Regions from separate parts of the Mus musculus genome. Here all the other regions are linked to region 2. Evidence: chromatin contacts called from public HiChIP or PLAC-seq and promoter capture Hi-C data. All regions are on one chromosome and are shown on one strand. The core of a region is the stretch at or near the end of the contact, and the rest is flanking DNA. Distances in the headings are between cores, read along the strand shown. Region 1 holds the start of Srd5a2 (steroid 5 alpha-reductase 2). Region 2 holds the start of Lbh (limb-bud and heart). Region 3 holds the start of Xdh (xanthine dehydrogenase).

Evidence for each region. Promoter capture Hi-C pulls out the DNA fragments that hold promoters and counts their contacts. HiChIP or PLAC-seq counts read pairs in DNA pulled down with a chosen protein or histone mark.
Region 1: an HNF4G HiChIP or PLAC-seq map of pancreatic cancer cells shows a contact between it and region 2. The contact joins the promoter of Srd5a2 here to the promoter of Lbh in region 2. A contact is called at or near these places in 2 of 39 promoter capture datasets (embryonic stem cells and hippocampal neurons) and 2 of 115 datasets of contacts at active chromatin or transcription factors (large pre-B cells and pancreatic cancer cells).
Region 3: a promoter capture Hi-C map of liver shows a contact between it and region 2, with 4 times the contacts expected there. The contact joins the promoter of Xdh here to the promoter of Lbh in region 2. A contact is called at or near these places in 5 of 39 promoter capture datasets (the 3T3-L1 cell line, hippocampal neurons and liver), 3 of 115 datasets of contacts at active chromatin or transcription factors (embryonic forebrain, large pre-B cells and neural tube) and 1 of 9 other capture datasets (adipose tissue).

Annotation. Positions count from the first base shown.
Region 1 is chr17:74,046,545-74,049,244 of GRCm38.p6, forward strand. Srd5a2 (steroid 5 alpha-reductase 2) reads right to left here and starts at 1,316. Exons shown (of 5, transcript NM_053188.3): 1 at 1,003-1,316. The coding sequence starts at 1,283.
Region 2 is chr17:72,916,995-72,919,826 of GRCm38.p6, forward strand. It overlaps Lbh (limb-bud and heart), which reads left to right and starts at 1,311. Exons shown (of 3, transcript NM_029999.4): 1 at 1,311-1,584. The coding sequence starts at 1,559. It overlaps Gm30375 (predicted gene, 30375), which reads right to left and starts at 1,161. Exons shown (of 2, transcript NR_168598.1): 1 at 1-1,161.
Region 3 is chr17:73,948,908-73,951,666 of GRCm38.p6, forward strand. Xdh (xanthine dehydrogenase) reads right to left here and starts at 1,289. Exons shown (of 36, transcript NM_011723.3): 1 at 1,171-1,289. The coding sequence starts at 1,221.

The DNA of each region.
Region 1 (2,700 bases), core at 66-2,565, 1.1 Mb after region 2:
CTGGCAGCCCTTAGCTGCTTAAGCTCCCTCCCCTGTTAGTTACCTGTGTGAAGAATCTATCAAGGACTGGGGGCCTGGAACGGAAAGTATTCCTTGGGAATTAGCTGGTCATCCTGACAGATATCAGGGGTGTCGCCTTCAATTACATAACCTTCCTGAGCCTTGGTTTCTTTGACTGTCCAGTGGGCATATCAAAGACATCTCCCACTTTTACAGTGAACCCAAACAAAAGGACAGATGCTAACAGGTCACAGAGGTGCTTCAGTGGTCCGCCTACTTGCCCTGGGGTCTCTTCTGGAGATTGCACAGTCCTTGGATTCTCGGTACCTCTTTGATCGCTTTCCTGTCTTTTCCTCCCACCACAAAAAGGCAAATTTCTGAACTCAGATTTTTTTTTCATCTAGAACGCCTGAGCTCTCGGTCAGCTTTGCCTGGCTCACTTCTAAGTCCTGAAGGTCTTGGGAAGGTAAATCAGTCGTCAGTGAGCTCGGCTTCTTAGGAGTCGTGTCTAAACACAATCCTCTCTATTCTCTTCTCCTCTATAGATGGGAGGTGGACTCTGCCCGCTTCCTTCCTCAGTCACACAAAGACCAAACTGATCAGAAGAACTTCTGAGAGTTCCAGAGTTTATCACCTCCCCGAGTCCCTGAACCAACTGGACCTGGCATTATCAGAGAAAGGTGAGGTCTATGAGACAGAGCAAGGCGCACAGTTGGAGATTGAAGGACCCTGGCCGATGGCATCTGCCCAAACTGAGTTCTCCAGCTTCATCCACCCATCCTCGCAGCTACTGGAGCATCCGAGGGGCGCCCAGGAGACATCGAAGGCATCTCCTGTGCCACTGGTGCTTCCCAACCCTGGGGATTCCAGCCTGAAGTCCCTGCCTGGAGCTCCAAACCTGCCTTACTCTGCGCTCCTCCCCACTCTTCGCGCTGCCCCTCGACGTTAGTCCACGCGCTGGAGCCGAGCAGGGAGGTATGCTCTGTGGAGAAAAACGCTAACCTGTGGAAGTAATGTGCGGAGAAGAGACCCAGCAGCACATTCCCCGGAGGTCCAAAGAGGGAGCGCGGCTGCCAAGCGAGCATCCCTACCGACACCACAAAGGAAGGCAGCTCCTGCAGGAACCAGGCTATGCGTGCGGGCAGGAGGGGAACTCCCGACGACACACTCTCGCTGTGTTTCCCGTAACTGGCGGGTTTCCCAAAGCACAGGATCAGGGTCCCCATGGTGGCCAATGTGGCGCTACCTGCCAGCACCGGGACCTGATGGCACACAATCGGCATCTCGCCTGTGTTCACAGCTGGTAGCTGCTGCCCGCCTGGTGGAGAGCGCGGGCCCCTTTATGGAGCGCCAGACGCCACCCCGTGTCCGCCCCTCGGACCAGGGTTCCCTCCCCATTATAGCCCTCCCCCACCCCACCCCCCCTTCCGCGTGCCTCCCACCTTGGCGCAGCCCGCCCTGGCTCTGCTTAGCCACAATGCCCATTTCTCCCGTCTGGTTCTTTTGACTTCAGCTGGGACACAGAACTGAAACTTTTGTAGAGACAGACAGTGTTTTGGGGGGTGGGGGCTTCCCTCTCCACCTGTGCCCTCTGTCTGCTTTGATTTTAGTTCTTGTCCTCCATACGTGGCCCTAAGATGCCTTGATCCTCGTTCACCAAAGCACTGGGGCTTCTCCATCCCTTACGCACACCCTCAGCTCTGTCGCCAGGCAGTGCCCACCATGGATCTCCCTGGCAGGACTTTCCACCTGCAGCAGTTGTCCATGCTTCTCCACTCCCCTCAGTTTCTATCCAAAGCCAGATCCTTCCTCCCGTCCTGGGCTTGGCATTCTGGTACTTTGAAACCCCACCATTCTCTCTATGTACTGGGACCTCCTCTCCTCTGTTACTCTGCATGCCTGCTAGCTACAGCTACGGCCACACTACGACCTTCCCTCCACCTCTCAGGCAGGTGCCAGCCAGCTTTTAGGGTAAACGCCCAAATTCCTCCTGGGTCTCAGGGTCGCCAGCCTTGGAGAAAAGTTTGTCCCTCACATGTTCTGGTTAGCCCTGTGGCAAAGATTCTGAAAACTCATACAACACCCCGCCCCACCCCCAGGCTCCTCCAAAGCTGGCACAAACTCTGCCTAAAGTTTCGGCGTTCTCTAGAGCGTTTTCCCAGTTCTGAAGCGCTTGAGCTGGATTCCATAGAATGGTGACGATGCTCTCTAAGCACCCAGCACACAGCATTCCGCACACCGGACCGGACCGGATTCTTTTCCCGCTTACGTTTTTCCCACTCTTTCCCCAACCTCCACACACCCCAGCCCACTTCCATTCCCCTATCTCTATTTTGCTTCCGAGACAGCCCTCCTTAGCTGCTCCTTCTTCCCCTCTCCCCTCCTTCCTCTGCTCTCTATTTTGACCTAACATCTTCTCACCCCACAACCCTTTCCCATACTGCTGGTCCCTTCAGTCTTCCATCTTCTTGTCTCATCTTTGATTACTTAGGACCTGTTTCCACCACCCACCCCCGTCCCTGTTGGGGGCACAGCTCACCACGCTTTCTCTGCCCTGCCTCCCCCACCCATCCCCCCCACCGTCCCCTTATTTCTCACTCCTTAATTCCAGCTCACCTATTGTAGGATCATTCTTACTTCCCCATCCACTCCAACCAGTCCTGGAACTGGTTGAAACAATGCATATATCCGTCTGTTCCA
Region 2 (2,832 bases), core at 61-2,560:
ACGCTCCAGTTTTTACTCAGGATGTATATAGGTACGCATAGTTGGGAAAGCAGTTATTGCAAAGTTGCTCTTAGAAAGAGTAGATGCTGAAAATTATGAGGTCCTCTTTCTCAACATCCGCGTGGCCCCTGCTACTGAAAACTCGTCTCTTGATGCCAGCAGCTTTTTGCTGGATATAACCAGTACGCTTTTCTTTCAGGGTGCAGACTTATTTTAAATCACATTTAATTGTGTTTAGTTTTCGACCACGGCTCTCCCTTTCCCCAGTCCCTTTATGCACATAGGTCAAGGTTAGGAAGCTGTTTTACAAGAGTAATTGAAACAGAGGCCACAGCGGGGCAGCGCTGGGTACTGAGTCAGACTCCGTTCTTCCTGGCTGTAGGGGCTGCACAGCAGTTTAGTCTCCAAGATAGACACCGGAACTGCAATTCCTGGGCTATGAAGGAGTCAGTCTCTCAACTCTGTGTTTTCTATCAGATGGGCTCTGGGAGCTAAGGCTAGCCGGGTGTACTTGTATTCCGCTCGTTCTCCTCACCCTCTACTCCCAATGCAAACCGTATATGCTACTCTGTGTGTGTGTGTGTGTGTGTGTGTGTGCACACGCAAGCGCGCTCGCGCAACGGAAAAACCCTAGTAAGACACCACATCCTTTCTCCCACAAACAGAACCCTCCATGGACTCCAGGACCGCAGACTTTTAGAAAGCCAACAATGCCCCCTCCGGCATGGGTGCCTCCAGCCCCGCAGCTGTGCAGCCTTCTTTCCCATCTTTTCCTTTTTCCCCCGGCCCCGCCACGATCGGGATGCCACAGGCGATAATGTCCAAGAGAGGCCTACTTTGCATGGATGACCAGTGAAGGGTCCTGAGATGTGGAAGTCACAGAGAACCCGACAGCGGGCGCTCGGATGGAAGAATGGCGCCCTCCCCCGGCGATCTGTCTCTTCCCGCGTGGGCCCCCATTCCTTCCTCACGCCCACCCATCCCCGTAGCCCTTAGAGTCCCTGTGTTCAGAGAGGGGGCTGCGGACGCTGCGGATTTATGGTCAGGAAGCTGCGTTGACATTGAACTCCAGCTCGGGAACACGCGTGTGTGTCAACGGTGGGGAGGGGGGCGGGCTCGTAGCTGCTGGGAGCCAGCTCAGGCAGGGTGCAGAGCCCGGCTGGTCCCCGCCGCCGCCCGCGGGAGCTATGAGCGCTGAAGCCATTCATGATTTTGGTGACGTTATTCTAAGAGTGGGCGAGGAGAGGCGGGGCCGCTCGCCGACAAGCCCCGCCCCTCCCTTATAAATGCTGCTTCCCGGGCTCTTTGTGGGACCCGGAGATCGGTGGAGAGCGGAGAGCTTGGTCTGCACTGCCTACGCCGTTGGCAGCGAGGCTGTCTCCGGAAGGCGGACCGGCGCTAGCCCAGTACCCGCTCTCGGCTGCCCGCTGCTCTCCTCTGCGCCCCTGCCAATCTCATTCAGGACTCAGTGACTGGTTTTTTTTTGTTTGTTTGTTTGTTTTGTTTTGTTTTGTTTTTCTTAATCACAAGGGCGTGGGTCAGCCTCCCCTAGGACTTCATGTCTGTATATTTCCCCATTCACTGGTGAGTATCCTGCGCCTTTGGCGGCCGCCAGTTTAACCCGGGTGGCTGCGCAGCCCGGCAGCCTCCTAGTGCCGGCTCCGGGTACGAGGCCGGAGAGTGGCACGGACACCCAGTGCGGGTTAACCCGCCAGCCTCAGCCCCTGCAGGAGTCGACGTCAAGGTTGCAAAGCTGGAGGTTGGGGGAGGCGGTGCTGAGAGCATCCAGACAAAGGAAGTGAACTCGGAACCTTCACTTAAGTGGCGGCCAGAGGGCGTGGATATGGTGGCGTTGGGTGGGGAGAACCTGGGGTCCCACCTGAAGCCCCCTAAGGAAACCCTGTCCGCTGAGGGCCACAGGAGATGAGTCCTGCTTGGTGCAGGGGGCTCCGGTTTCCCGGGCCCCTCCCCTTCTCCTTTTTGTTTGCACGCAAGTCTCGGCGTCGAGGATGGCTGCAGAGGGGCCGAGCTGGTGCAGCCGCTGGGTTTGCAGAGCTTCTGGGGGAGGGAGGATGCTGGGGAGACGCTCTCCGCACAAACAAGCCACAAGCATCAGGGTGCAAACTACACCCTCACAACCCCTGCCCTCTCCGTTGTCCCTTAAATCCAACGCGCCTTTGTGGAGGGCCGGGGCTAGGAAGGAGCAAGCTCTCCCAGTGCCAGATTGGAAGAAGCCGGCCACTGCTGAGTCGGGGGCTGCAGAGATTTGCCTGCAGCCGGGGAAGATCGGGTGTGGAGGATCAGAGCCGAGAAGGATGGGGGACAGGCCCCTAGCTGCTGGGACGTGCGCGCCAGCTGCTTCTTCCTTCCTGCTGTGGTGTAGAGGAGGGGCGCTACAGGGAGGCGAGCACCCGTGGTCCTGGAGCGCGCTCGCAGGTGCCAGCCTTGGAGAGCCAGACCCGGGTCCAATGCAAGGTCTGAACCCGGGGAGAGCGGCGCTATTCTGCTTAGCCCAGGAACTCTGAAAGTTCGTGTTTCTCAGTTTAACTTTTTGGGCCCGCGCCACAGTTCCAAAAAGGAACAGACGCCGCTACAGGAGACGACGACCCTGGTCTTAACCCTGTAATGCTATTGACTCTCTTCTTTCAGGGATTGGAGGCAGCTTTTCCAGACTAGGGAGGAAATTGTTAAAGTCTAGCTTCTAACCCTAAACTTGCCCCCATGACAGTCACCCTTTCTTAGTCTCTCCTCCCCCTCCCAGTTTAACTGTGATTAGAGGGGCCAATGACTTTCAAAACAAAGTAAAAATCCCCTACACCTGAAGCTTGTGTA
Region 3 (2,759 bases), core at 39-2,538, 1.0 Mb after region 2:
TCAAAAGCCTTACTACCATCAGCTTAGGCATTTCACCCTAGCCCTTGTCTTGGTCCAAGCTTGCCCAACACACACACACACACACACACACAAAAGCAATATATCAGAGAGATTCAGGGATCCAGGGATGGGGCCACTCCCACTGAATCCACAGGCTTTACCGTACTGGTGTTGAAATGACTCCTAAAGTTTGCGTGCTAGTTAGCCAAGCAGATGCTGGCAGTCTAAGCCCTTAGGAATTCTTGAAATCACATGTCCATTCTTGCAAATTTCTTCAGAAATTACTCAGTCTCTTTAATCAACACAAAAGTGTCAAAATAAAAAAACAAGTAAAATTGTTTGGGGAGGGGGGGAAGCCTTTGGCCCACTCATGGTTTATGAAGTCCATGTGGCCAGTTACAGTGGGGGAAATGAGGGTTCTTCTCCTGTGACCTCAAGTGGGGAGCTGCAGTGCTGGGAGTACCTTGAAGGGAGGCCAACAACGCCAGAAACAATACACTTAGCTTGCTCCTTCTCTCCCTGCACCGAGTTGACCTTGCAAAGATTCTCAGGCTATCAGGGATTTTGTGGACCCCATACCACTTTACCTACATTCACAAGTGCCGTTTAAGGGGTTTGCAATATTTACATATAGAACTGAGAGATGGTGATGGAGGAGTCCTTTATGAAAATAATGACAATAATGGCTTGCCACAAGGTGTCAGTATATGTTGCCGCACAGTAAATCAGCTCTAGTTAAATCTATGTACAGGATCATATATCAGAACCAGTGGCTGTGTGTGTTTTATGTTCCGGCATTAGCATAAAAGTGCCCGCCTCCTGCTGTTTGTATTAAAGAGAGCCACTGAAACACTAGAAACAGAGAAGAAACACAGAAATAGGGAAGTGCTGTTGCCTCCTCCTCTCACCTAGACTCTGTTCCTTTTCCCACCTCTGAGCCAGTGTGTCCTCTAGCATAGAGTGGCCATCCCTCTCTCTTCCCTCCCCTTCCTCCTTTGCCCTCTGAGCGTCTTGCCTGTGTTCATCTTGCTCTAAAGTTACCAAACTACAGCAATATCTTTTGAGGGGTAAGATGAGACCAGAACACATCAAAGTGTCCACACAAGAGAAGTGACACAGGTCCCCTTTCAGACAGCAGAATCTCTAAACCAAAGGTCAACTGCCACTTACCTTTTTGCCATTCACAAAGAAGACCAACTCATCTACCGTTGTCCTCGTCATCGTGACGGCCGGAGTCCCCGAGCTGCTGCGAGGTGCTTGTAGATATCACTGCCTGCAACTTGAAAGATACGCCTCCCAGCAAAATGAAACAAAGTTAGCCAATGAGAAAGAAGCAGCTCCAGGCATGGACAGCTCTTGGCAAGAGTCACAGGTTTGCACAATCCAGGAAGGACCAGACAGCCAATCCACAGATCCTACTCTGTCCTCCTAGTCAAAGTGCACAGAGGAAAGTGCAGCCGTAGATTAAGGAAGCCTGCATCTTGGCACCAGATGACTGTGAATTCTGGGCACCTGCCCTTGTGAAACCTGCTTCATCCTCCTCCCACTTGCCATACCAGGAAGAGCAGGGAAGGAGCAGTTTGCCAGCCACTGAGGCTGATTCACTCTCTTCCCGTTCACACTTGTTATTTTCCCAAACCGGCTCACCCTGACACAGGCTCGCCACTGGCCTGCACAGCTCACTCTCTCAGGGCCTGGCAGAATGTGAAGGTCAGAGACACAGACCCTTATGTCCAGACTCAAACCCTGACCTTTGACTACAGCCTGTCACTTATCGCCTGCAGGACTCAGCTGTTTCTTCCTGGAAAAGGGACATCAGGATGACACCAAAAGCAGAAAGCTGAAAAGCAAAAGGTCTCTCGGGCGTGCCTTATAAACTTGCAGAGAATGGAAATAATCACTTTTGAACAGTCACAGGAACAATCCCAATAACAAATCATGTTCCAGAATTTCACAAAACTTGTCAAATTATCAGAGGAACTCATACACCAAAACATATTACAAGCACCAAGTAAATAAAATAAGCTAATACAACAACACCCACCACAGTCTGTTAATAGAGCTGAGAGCCCCCAGCTCCATCAAGGACCATTAGCTTCTGGTGTAAATGCCTATGCACAGCATCCACTCAGACAACACTCGTGGGCTCTCCTTGCTCCACCTCCCACCACTCCATTCCACCCATCTTCACATCAGCAGGCACTCTGTCCTTCCCCAGCCCTGCAGTCACTCAATCACTCAGCCAACCTACAGGGACACATGTGTCATCGTCCTGGAAGACCACAGAAAAGGAAGAAAAGTGCATGGTCAGATGAGCCTGGTGCAGCAACAACATTTTGGGAAACAGGACTCCTGGGACAGTCACATCATCAACACAACGCCCCTTTGCTGGCACAGCCCTGACGGAACCAAGAATGAACTTATTTGTCGGTCAATTGATATCCCAGTTTACCCTTAGACTTATGCACCAAATCCCTTCAAGTTTCTCGGTCCAGGATATTCTGGTCATCATAAAACAGTACTTGCTACCCGGAATCAAATTCCTTACGAAATGGGCAGTTTGGCTGTCTGGGGATGTTAGTGACATGCCTGGTAGGGCTGTTGTTGAAGATGATGATGATGATGATGATGATGATGATGATGATGATGATGATGATTATGATGCTTCTGAGACCAGGAAATGGAACTAACCATCCCAAGCCCAGGATAATCCTTCACAATAAAGAGTTGTCCAACCTAACATGTCAATCAAGTAGAGG